2 separate regions of the Macaca mulatta genome follow, and region 1 is linked to region 2. The links are chromatin contacts, called in public Hi-C maps. All regions are on one chromosome and are shown on one strand. The core of a region is the stretch at or near the end of the contact, and the rest is flanking DNA. Distances in the headings are between cores, read along the strand shown.

Region 1 (5,522 bases), core at 1,531-4,030, 220 kb before region 2:
GACACCACTCATTTCACGGTTCTTGACCTGAAAGCTGCCTTCTTTAACATCCCTCTACACCCAGACTGCCACTTTCTGTTTGCCTTCACATGGGAGGACCCAGACACTCATATTTCTTCCCAGTTGACCTGGACTGTCTTGCCTCAAGGGTTCCGAGATAGCCCCCAATTTTTCGGACAGGCACTGGCACAGGACATCCTCCTCGGCCCCCTAACCCATAGCACCATTCTACGATACATAGATGATCTATTACTATGTAGTCCTTCCTGGGAGTGTTCCCTTGCAGACACTGCTACACTTCTAAATTTTCTAGGCGACTGAGTTTATCGGGTTACCCCGGCTAAGGCTCAACTTTGCACCCCTTCTGTCACCTACCTAGGCATACTACTCACACCCACTACAAAAAGCCTTACGGCAGATAGAATAAGCCTCATTAAAACTCTCCAGCCTCCTCAGGATGTGGAAGAGATCTTGTCCTTCCTAGGACTAGTAGGGTATTTCAGGCATTGGATTCCCAACTTTGGGATCCTAGCCAAGCCCCTCTACCAGGCTGCCAGGGAGACATCCACCAGACCACTGTCTGACCCCTCCTTGGTTGCCAACTCTTTCAAGAAGCTTCAGGATTGTCTCCTTTCTGCCCCTGCTCTCTCTCTCCCCAACCCCCTTCAGCCCTTTCATCTATTCACCGAGGAGTGCCAGAAGGTAGCCACTGGGCTCCTAGCCCAGCCAGTTGGATCCACATACCAGGCTGTGGCCTATCTCTCCAAGCAGTTAGATCCCACAGTCCAGGGCTGGCAACCTTGTCTGCAAGCCCTGGCGGCTGCCACAGAACTTACCCAAGAGGCCCTCACTTAGGTGGTGGCAGTCGTCTGTGGCCGGTTAAGTCCTACCCTTTCTAAGCCCCTTACTAATCATTGGCTTCTTGCTACTCATAGCTCCCTGTGTCCTCCACTTCATCCAGGACCACATGAAAGAAGTCTCCCAGGTCACTTTCAATCAGATGCTGCTCCACCCCTATACCTGAGTTCCGACCTCCGAAAAACCCCACGATGACCCATACCAGCAGGAAGCAGCCAGATGAACACGTCGCCTCACTTTCTTATTAGAAAGAGGTCGGAATGTTAGGCAGGAATCTAGACTCAACATGGCGGCATTACCCGGTGTAGCAGGCCTTTTGTTAAAGACTCCCTTCACCCTTGTACACACCCGCAGACTTACATGCGTCAGAGTTCCGGCTGGGCAGTCACACTCCTCCATGACCTGCAGCTCACCTGCATTCCCCAAGTTGGTAAACAGCCATTTCGGTTGACAGTTTCCAAAGACCCCTTCCTCATGACCCTTACTCAACTCCTGCCCTAGTAGTTTCAAGACCCCCCAGGCCCTGTTTGCACAACCAGCTTCCCTACCTCTCAGGTTATAAGAAGCCCCTACCCTCCTCCCTCAGCGTGACTTCCTCGGCCCGCACCTTTGGACCGAGGAACCTCACCCACGAGTCCTAATAAAGGCTATTCTCACTGCCATTTGCCTTGTGTCTTCGTTCCTGATTCGGCTCCAGCCTCAGTTTACCCTTACAGTAGTGACCAAGGGAAACTTCCCCTTCACCTTCTGAAATTCTGCTGAAAAATCAACCCACAAAAAACGGATTAATTGAAGAAAAGGCATACAAATTTTATTAATGTGTCCACGGGCAACCACAGAGTGACTACCCACTTCCCAACTGAGTTCAGAAGCTTATGTGCCATCCAGGCAAAGCAGGTTATGGGAGTGAGGGGAAGAGGAATTCTGCTGAGGGAGAAGGAATGGATCAGGGAACACATTAACTAGTAGATGGTCATGTGAAAGGGTCTGTTCAGGTGTGATTATATTTTTGGTTTTATAGGGAGGGGAAGAAAAAAACAATTGTTCCTTTTGATGGGTCTGGACGCTAGGTAAAGGCTTTGGGAGAAAGGGGGCGGGTGTAGGAAGGTCAGAGAGACCTTGAGGCTTAACTTAGTAAGTCAAACCACCATATTTTGGGTATGGATTTCTGGGCCCCAATATAATAGGTACTTCTTAGCGCTGTTGTGAGAATTGAATATTATTAATTATAAAGTGCCTGGATTGGTGCTTGGCACATGTAAACAACTCCATAAATGCTCGCTTTTACTGTCATGGATACACGGAGGTGGGAGACCCAACTGGGTTCCAGCTCATGTTATTGGTCCCCATGGCTATATGGTCTTTACGGCTTCCTAGTCTCTTCACCATCTCTAAGGTTTGGTTTCCTCATCTGAATCAAAGGTGAATGATTCTCAGGGTGACTCAAGGGTGCTGGTGCCAGTGGCAGAGCATGGGAAATCGAGGGAAGGCACCTTCCTGTCAGAGGCAACACACCCAGTGGGAGGATCCTGCCGGCCCTGCTCTCTCCTACCCTCCTTACCCCAGCTAAATGCCGGGGTCGGTCTGGCAGCTATTCTGGGAATCTGAGCGCGGATTCGGACAAAGGAGGCGTCTTTCACCAACCACATCACATGGAGCCCCAAAGCACAAGCACGGCCTCCCCCGGCTGTGACCTCAAGGCCGAGCCCCTGGTGACCTCAGGGAGAGTCCCCACCCCCACCGCCCTTGCGCCCCGGGGCAGGGCGGGGGGCGTGGAGAGGGGGCGGAATCGGGGCGGTCCCGGGAGCGCCCAGCCCGCTCCGCCTCCGCAGCGTTGACAGCTGCCCGCCGCCGGGAGATCAGCTGTTGGAGATCAGAGGAAGAGGAAGGGGCGGAGCTGCTTTGCGGCCGGCCGCGAAGCAGTCAGCCGACTACAGAGAAGGGTAATCGGGTGTCCTCAGCGCCGCCTGGGGCCCTGAGGGCCAGCTAGGGCCCAGGCCGGTGGGGACGGGACAAACGAACTAGCCCCGTGTAGGAAGCCTGACAATGCCCCGCTACGGAGCATCACCGCGCCAGAGTCGCCCCAGGTCCGGCCGGGAGCAGGGACAAGACAGGACCTTCGGAGCCCCCCGACTCCTTTGGATGGGCCTGGTACTGGTGCTGGCGCTGGCTCTGGCTCTGGCTCTGTCTGACTCTCTGGTTCTCTGGGCTCCGGCAGAGGCTCATCCTCTTCCTCCCCAAGGCCATCCTGCCAGGTTACATCGCATAGTGCCCCGTCTCCGAGATGTCTTTGGGTGGGGGAACCTCACCTGCCCAGTCTGCAAAGGTCTATTCACCGCCATCAACCTTGGGCTGAAGGTGAGCGCTGAAGGGGTTGCAGTGGAGGAGGCCGAAGGGAGTGCTGGGGCTGGGGGCTGGGGCTGATGCTGGTGCCCTGGGGTCAGAATGCATCCCTGATGGAGAGGGTGGCATCTACAATCCGTCACTGAGTTTGCTCCCCTTTGGGGACACCTATGGCTACATGCCACCACCACCCCATTGTGACCTTTGTGAAGTAAGAAAATAATGCAGACAGTGCCTGAGAAAGTCAGCTTGTCAAGCAAAGGCCTCATGCCACAGGCTGCTGAGCTAAAGAGGAAGTGATGGCCTGGTGCTGCCTGAGTTAGAGGGTAATATCTGGAAGGCAAAGGTGTGCACTGAGCTTTCTTCACCATGGTGCACTGAGTCCTGCCCAGCCCCAGTTTGGAAATGGAAGCCCAAGGGGTGTTGGCCAGGGGTTGGCCTGGTTCCTCTGCTCTGCCTCTGATTTCTCACCATGTGCTCCTCCCACTGCAGAAGGAGCCCAATGTGGCTCGCGTGGGTTCTATGGCCATCAAGCTGTGCAATCTGCTGAAGATAGCACCACCTGCCGTGTGCCAATCCATTGTCCAGCTCTTTGAGGATGACATGGTGGAGGTGTGGAGACGCTCAGTGCTGAGCCCATCTGAGGCCTGCGGCCTGCTCCTGGGCTCCACCTGTGGGCACTGGGACATTTTCTCATCTTGGAACATCTCTTTGCCTACTGTGCCGAAGCCGCCCCCCAAACCCCCTAGCCCCCCAGCCCCAGGTGCCCCTGTCAGCCGCGTCCTCTTCCTCACTGACCTGCACTGGGATCATGACTACCTGGAGGGCATGGACCCTGACTGTGCTGACCCACTGTGTTGCCGCCAGGGTTCTGGCCTGCCGCCCGCGTCCCGGCCAGGTGCTGGATACTGGGGCGAATACAGCAAGTGTGACCTGCCCCTGAGGACCCTGGAAAGCCTGTTGAGTGGGCTGGGCCCAGCCGGCCCTTTTGATATGGTGTACTGGACAGGAGACATCCCTGCACATGATGTCTGGCACCAGACTCGTCAGGACCAGCTGCGGGCCCTGACCACTGTCACAGCACTTGTGAGGAAGTTCCTGGGGCCAGTGCCAGTGTACCCTGCTGTGGGCAACCACGAGAGCACACCCGTCAATAGCTTCCCTCCCCCCTTCATTGAGGGCAACCACTCCTCCCGCTGGCTCTACGAAGCGATGGCCAAGGCTTGGGAGCCCTGGCTGCCTGCTGAAGCCCTGCGCACCCTCAGGTACTTATCATCCATGGAAACCCAGGAAGGGAAAAAAAAGGTGAATGAAAGTGAAGGGAGAAGGGAACCTGGGGCATTGTCTCTGATTGCTCTAGCATGAGTCCTTAGTGCTCTTCACTCAGCTCCCCTAATCTGACTCCACCTTCCCTTTCTACTCTTTTGCCACACCAGGCTATTTTTTTTTTTTTTTTATAGTTTAGTTTTTGTAGAGACAAGATCTTGCTATGTTGCCCAGGCTGGTCTCAAACACCTAACCTCAAGCAATCCTCCCGCCTCGGCCTCCCAAAGTGCTGGGACTACAGACGTCAGCTACTGCTCCCGGCCCTCCTTTTTTTGGGGGGGGAGCAGGGATGGAGTCTTGCTCTGTCACCCACACTGGAGTGCAGTGGCACGATCTCAACTCACTACAGCCTCCACCTCCCAGGTTCAAGCAATTCTCCTGCCTCAGCCTCCCAAGTACCTGAGACTACAGGTGCATGCCACCACGCCCTAATTTTCATATTTTTAGTAGATGGGGTTTCACCATGTTGGCCAGGATGGTTGTGATCTCCTGACCTCGTGATCTGCCCACCTCAGCCTCCCAAAGTGCTGGGATTACAGGCATGAACCACCGCACCCAGCCTTCCAGCCCTCCCTTTCTACTCTTATCTCTAGCCACCCTCCTTCAAAGGTCTGGCAGCATAACCTCTCCATGCCTCAGCTGCGTTTTTGCTCATGTTGGCCCTCTGGAATTGATTTCCCCTTTTTTAACTGCTGCAATTTTTCTCACCTTATCCATCTCATGTCATCTTCCCTCTGTGTGGCCCTTGCTTCCCATTCTAGCTCACTCTTATCCCTCCACCATACTCCTGGAGTCCTCTGCCCTCGGAGCCTTTCTTTTGTGTCACACAGACCCAATAATTAGAACTGTTTGGTCTCCAGCTAGACTGTGAGCTCTTTGCAGGTAGGGAAGATGTCATGTATGCTTTTACCCTCCACCCAAATGCCCAGCACAGGAGGAACAGGATTGGAACAAGTGTTGACCTCTCATGTTTACTTTGTTTCAGAATTGGGGGG
Region 2 (5,309 bases), core at 836-3,335:
CCAGAACAGACAAGCCCTATCCCTCTAGCTCTGCAGAAAAAGCCTGAAGACACAAACAGACGCTCAGCAGACATGTGGAGTTTTGCAGTGCTTCTGTGGGAACTGGTGACACGGGAGGTACCCTTTGCTGATCTTTCCAATATGGAGATTGGAATGAAGGTGAGAGCAGAACAGCATACATTTGTGTTGGGGGAGTGGTTGGTTATGGTGAAAATAACTGTAGTGGGCCTGGGCTCCTCCCATATTTGTTCGGATATACAGTTATCCTGTCCCAGGGGCCAGTGGCTTCTCTCTACATGACAGACTCAAATTGTGAGGCTCAGTTTTTTCTTGTATTCACAGGTGGCATTGGAAGGCCTTCGGCCTACCATCCCACCAGGTATTTCCCCTCATGTGTGTAAGCTCATGAAGATCTGCATGAACGAAGACCCTGCAAAGCGACCCAAATTTGACATGATTGTGCCTATCCTGGAGAAGATGCAGGACAAGTAGGACCGGAAGGCCCTTGCCTGAACTCCAGAGGTGTCAGGACATGGTTGGGGGAATGTACCTCCCCAAAGCAGCAGACCTCTGGTTGCCTCCCCTGCCTCCAGTCATGGTACTACCCCAGCCATGGGGTCCATCCCCTTCCCCCATCCCTACCACTGTGGCCCCAAAAGGGGCGGGCTCAGAGCTTTGTCACTTGCCACATGGTGTCTCCCAACATGGGAGGGATCAGCCCCGCCTGTCACAATAAAGTTTATTATGAAAACAGGCTGGTGTGGGGACATGGGGACAGACAAGTACATTTAGGTTGGGTGGCTCAGGTGAAGTAGTGCGGCTTCTTCACATTGATGCCATACTCGCTGAGGGCAGGGGTCAAGTCCTCCATGGTTAAAGTATACTTGCGGTCCTGAGGGAAGAGGGAAGAGCACCAACTGAGCACAGGAATCCCACACTTCAATCCCAGATGGGTGACCCTGAGTAAGTTTTACACCTCCCCTAGGATTCAGTTTCCCCAAAGGGGTGGCAGGATAAGCTTCCACTGTTGTGGAAGGTAATTAGTGATTCAATGAGCCTCCCCTCACACCTTGCTCTTGCTCCGGGAGCTGCCGGAGGCTGTGCCCTTCATTTTGCAGTGCTGTAGGGCATCATTGGCAATATCTGAGATGAATTTCTGGGCAGCTAGGGAGATGAGCCGAATTCTAGAGAGAAAAAACTTAGATGAGAAGGAGATGGACAACACACTGCACAAGCACCCAAAACTAACCTGCCCTGGGTTTACTCACATGCGTGGGTCTGAGGCCTCAAAGCCAGCACGGTTCAGGTAGTAACCAGTCACTGCATCTGGGATCTAAGAAATCAATTAAGAGAACTGTCAGCAGAGTGGGATGAGGGTGAGGGAAATGTCGGATAGACCTGGTTATCAGGAAGCTCACGATTTGGGTGAGCAGAGGGCAAAAACAAGAGCGACTACGGAAGCAAACATCAGAGGGTGCTGAAAAGCACGGAGATGTGGCTGAAAGTTGTGACAGCAGGCTAGGTGGCCTTGTTCGGGCGGAAGCCCACCGTAGGCGTGTAATCCTCCAGCTGCATCAAGAAGTCCACCAACGGCGTGCTGGACACCACCGGCTTCACGTCTCCGTTGGCCGCGCTCGGCAGTACGTAAATCCCGTTAGACATGGCCCCTTCTGGGGGCGCCGCGCCACCCGCCGACACCGGAGCTGGAGGAGAACCAGCAAAATGAGACACAGAGGTGGGAGGCGCAGGGCCCCAGCGAGGTCTGTCTATACCCGCTGCCCTCACCCGCCGCTGGGCCCAGTCCCAGACGCTTCCCTCGCCCTCACCCGTCAGGCCCTCACCCGCCCCACGCCGCTCAGCTGGCTCCCCGGCCCGCGCCGCCAAGGGTCCCGTGCCCCCAGCAGCTGCTCCAGCCCCAGGCCCCCCTGCTGTCCCCGCGGGGCTGGCCTTGTTCTCCGCAGCGGTGCTGGCGGGCAGCGCTGCGGGAGCCGAGACCGGGGGTGCCGGGCCCGGGGCCGAGGCGGCGGAAGCCGGCGCCGCCTCGGGGTCCGCGCCGGAGCCGCTGCAGCTCATCGGGCCGGTGGGAGAGGCGGCGAACAGAGCCGCTTCCGCTTCCGCTCGCGCCGCGCACACCCCGGGGTGACGTCACGCGCCCTCGACTCGCCCCGCCTGTCACTGTTAGTGCTCTCCAGCCCGCTCCCCGCCTCCTCTGGTAGTGGGTCTGCGGGTTAGAGGAAATAGGCTGAAGGGCGGAGACCAAGCCTTGGCGAACTGCGCTGCCGTCGCCATTCCGCCCTAGCCTCTGCGGTGCTCGGTGGCGATTCCGTCGAGACTAGAAGCAGCGTGCGTCCGGGACTCTTCCGCCGCTCTGGGACACCTCATTCTGTCTGACGCTCAAGACCTTGCTTCGAGGTTTATGGGCCCTACATCCCTCGACTACGGATTGCCTGCCTGTCTGCATCCTTTCAAGTTCCCTTATTCAGCCTTGTAAGGATTCATAGTGGATTTGGAAAGCCCCCCGCCCTTCTCCACCAACTGCCCCGAGAGGTGGGGGCAGCAGTGGGGCGGCCCACAGTGCTGCTGTAGAAGGAGGAGGGGTTTCAGCCTAAGTCGACAACGTATGCAAAAATCACAACGAGTGAAAGGCGTGAGATTTTCAATGTAGCAGATATTTAATTCTTATTTGCCAACTCCTGAGCTAGGACCTGGGAATACAAAGTTAAATAGAACACGATTCTAGTCCTTTAGGCACCAACGGTCTTGGAAAGGAAGCCAGACAAGTAAAGTGGCTATTTCAATACTATGTGGTCGTTACAATACTAGAGGTAGACACAGGGGTCGCAGTGCAAGGGAGGAAGGGCATTAACATCTGCCACCTACTTCCAGGTGCCAAGTACTCTTATCAACATTATTCCACTTTATTCCCTGGTGATTAGGAAAGGCAGGTAATATTCCCACTTAACAGACGAGGAAACAGCCTCAGGGAGATAAACTTGCTTGACCCAGTCTCTCTCCCAGTCCATATCAGAACCAAGATTCAAACAGGTTTTGTTTAGAAAATCTAGGATTTTTCAGCCATAGCAAAATGAAGTAGCCTCAGGGAATCAAAACATTCACGAGAGAAGGTGACTTCTGAGCTGAATCTTGTAAGAATTCTGGAAATTAACCAGGCAGTTTGTATCAGGGGTGGTATTAAGGGGACAGAACAGCTTGAGCAAGAGTGAGAGTTCCTTGGGGTTTGGGGAGGGAGGAGGAAAAATGATTTGTTACTTAGGAACAAATAGCAACGAAGGTTTGTGAGCTATGATTGGGGGAAGAAAATAAAAAGCCTGAACTCTATCCAGTAATCCTTGAAGGGTTTTCATCCAAGTGGCCTGATGGGATTTGCATTTTACTCTGGAAGATGATTTGGGGATTGGCCGGAAGTAAGGACGCTGTACTTTTCAAGAGAATGTAGCCCTAAACTAATATAGTAGCAGTGGGGATATAAGTGGATAAGTTCTAGATATACTTGGGAAATATCATTGGAAGGACTTGTGGACTGATAAAGATATTTAAGAGGTACGAGGTGCAGTCACTAGGACTTGTTGATTGAGGACTTGTTGATTGAAGATGCGGTGGAAAGATGACACAGATTCTGGCTTGGTTGGAAAAAGCATAGCATCATTTACCAAGAAGAAACCAGAGATGGAATTGTTTGGGTTTGGGAAGGTGGAAGATGAAATGTTGAATATCACACATCTTACATTTGAGGTATCAATCACTATTGGATAGAAAGTCTTATTTAGTGAGATGGTAATGGTTGTAGATGTCAGTGATTTGTTCCAGGGGACAATGAGTAAACTGAGAAGAGCAAAAACCTACAAATGGAGCAATGAAGGTCAGCATTCCATGAAGTAGCAGAAGCTGATGAGGGAGGAAGACAAGAGTGGTCAGAGAAGTTAAGCCATGGAAGCTAAGTAAGGAGAGGGAGTGGGCAACTATGATGGAAAGGCCATAAAGCAAAGATTGAGAAGTATGCACTGCAGGCCATTGTTTCTGGATGTCAGGGTAGGAAAGGGTAAAAGGTGAGAGTAGAGGTCTCCTTGCAGTGAATTGGGCAGTGAATATGAAGTGAAATAGTGCAGAGTCTGTACACAACCCTTTGGAAAAGCCTGATTGAAAAGAGAAAGATGAGATGCAGAGGGAGATGCATTCAAAAAAATGCTAGTTATAGCATCTTATTGAGGAATCTAAGGCAGGAGTAGGGAGACCTGAGTATAATGGAGCATGGTAGGGTTGGGAGTCAAGTCAAGCTCACAGCATTTCAGGGTTAGGCAGATAAGCTGTCTGCAGCAGTCAATAGTTGAGGGTTCAGCAGGGCTTCCAATAGGGCAGAATAAGGGACTGAACTGCCAGCTTCAGGGCAGGGGACAAGCCATCTCTCCTGATAGGAAAATGTCAGGGGTTGAGTAGAGTCTTCAGCAAAGCTGGGAAGTTGGGTGTTCCCCAGCCTGTTACAGGATCCCAGCCAGGGCCAGAGCAGAAACCCTGGCCCTCCACCTCTTCATCCAGACAGGATGCATGGCAGCCATGGGTTACCTAGGGAGGAGGCTGGCATCAGATCTGGGCCTGCTAGTACCAATACTTAAAGAGTATACCTCCTCATCCTGTATTCATATTTCAGAGGCTGTTCCATACCACCCCAACTGCCCCCAAGTCCCCCTTAGTACTCCCCATAGTTGTATGAAAATGTCCACACCCTTCCCTTCCACACTCACATCAAAGAGTCCTGCCCCATGCTGCTGGTAGAGCCTTGGGTTGAGAAAGCCAAGAGGGGGGCGGCCACTGAGGATTCTGTGCTCATTGATCAAGGATAGGAGCCCCCCAAACACTGGAGTAGAGGCCTGCAAGAGTGAAGGTGCAAGTAAAGGTCAGGGGTTCAGAGTGACTGGACTTTTTGACGGTGATGGTTTAAAGTATCAGACATCTCTAAGGAGTCAGGGGTTCTGGATGCAAGGTACTCAAGGTGTTAGGGGGTAAGGGTAGTTCCTGAGTGAGAGTTTGGAGATGGGCTGATTCTCACCGAGGTTCCGGACACCCATGGAATGGGCACTCTGTTGCTGACCACCCAGTAGCCATCAGAAAGTGCAGCCACATCTGGATAGGCACGGCCACTGGCATTGAAGTAACTGGATGGTGGAAGGTGGGGGCTAGAGCTCAGGAACTTGGCTACAGCTTCCTCCTGAAAGGCATTTTTGAGTGAGTATTGGCATGTGGCCTGCCCAGCAGTCAGCTGAACTGAGGATCCCCCATCCTCACTCTTACCC

The links. Hi-C and Micro-C count contacts between places; a contact is called where the count stands out from the background.
Region 1: a contact with region 2 is called in a Hi-C map of liver, with 2.6 times the contacts expected there. The contact joins the promoter of SMPD1 here to the promoter of TAF10 in region 2. A contact is called at or near these places in 2 of 14 Hi-C or Micro-C datasets (fetal cortex germinal zone and liver).

Annotation. Positions count from the first base shown.
Region 1 is chr14:59,391,770-59,397,291 of T2T-MMU8v2.0, reverse strand. SMPD1 (sphingomyelin phosphodiesterase 1) reads left to right here and starts at 2,780. Exons shown (of 6, transcript XM_001110212.5): 1 at 2,780-3,216; 2 at 3,694-4,466; 3 at 5,513-5,522. The coding sequence starts at 2,905. It overlaps LOC106993347 (a long non-coding RNA gene), which reads left to right. Exons shown (of 6, transcript XR_013404053.1): 6 at 936-1,518.
Region 2 is chr14:59,168,930-59,174,238 of T2T-MMU8v2.0, reverse strand. TAF10 (TATA-box binding protein associated factor 10) reads right to left here and starts at 2,085. Exons shown (of 5, transcript NM_001265786.1): 1 at 1,842-2,085; 2 at 1,549-1,703; 3 at 1,269-1,333; 4 at 1,070-1,184; 5 at 755-892. The coding sequence starts at 2,073. The coding sequence ends at 803. TPP1 (tripeptidyl peptidase 1) reads right to left here. Exons shown (of 13, transcript XM_001108748.5): 11 at 5,066-5,224; 12 at 4,761-4,886; 13 at 2,654-4,581. The coding sequence ends at 4,441. ILK (integrin linked kinase) reads left to right here. Exons shown (of 12, transcript NM_001195713.1): 11 at 29-159; 12 at 343-751. The coding sequence ends at 492.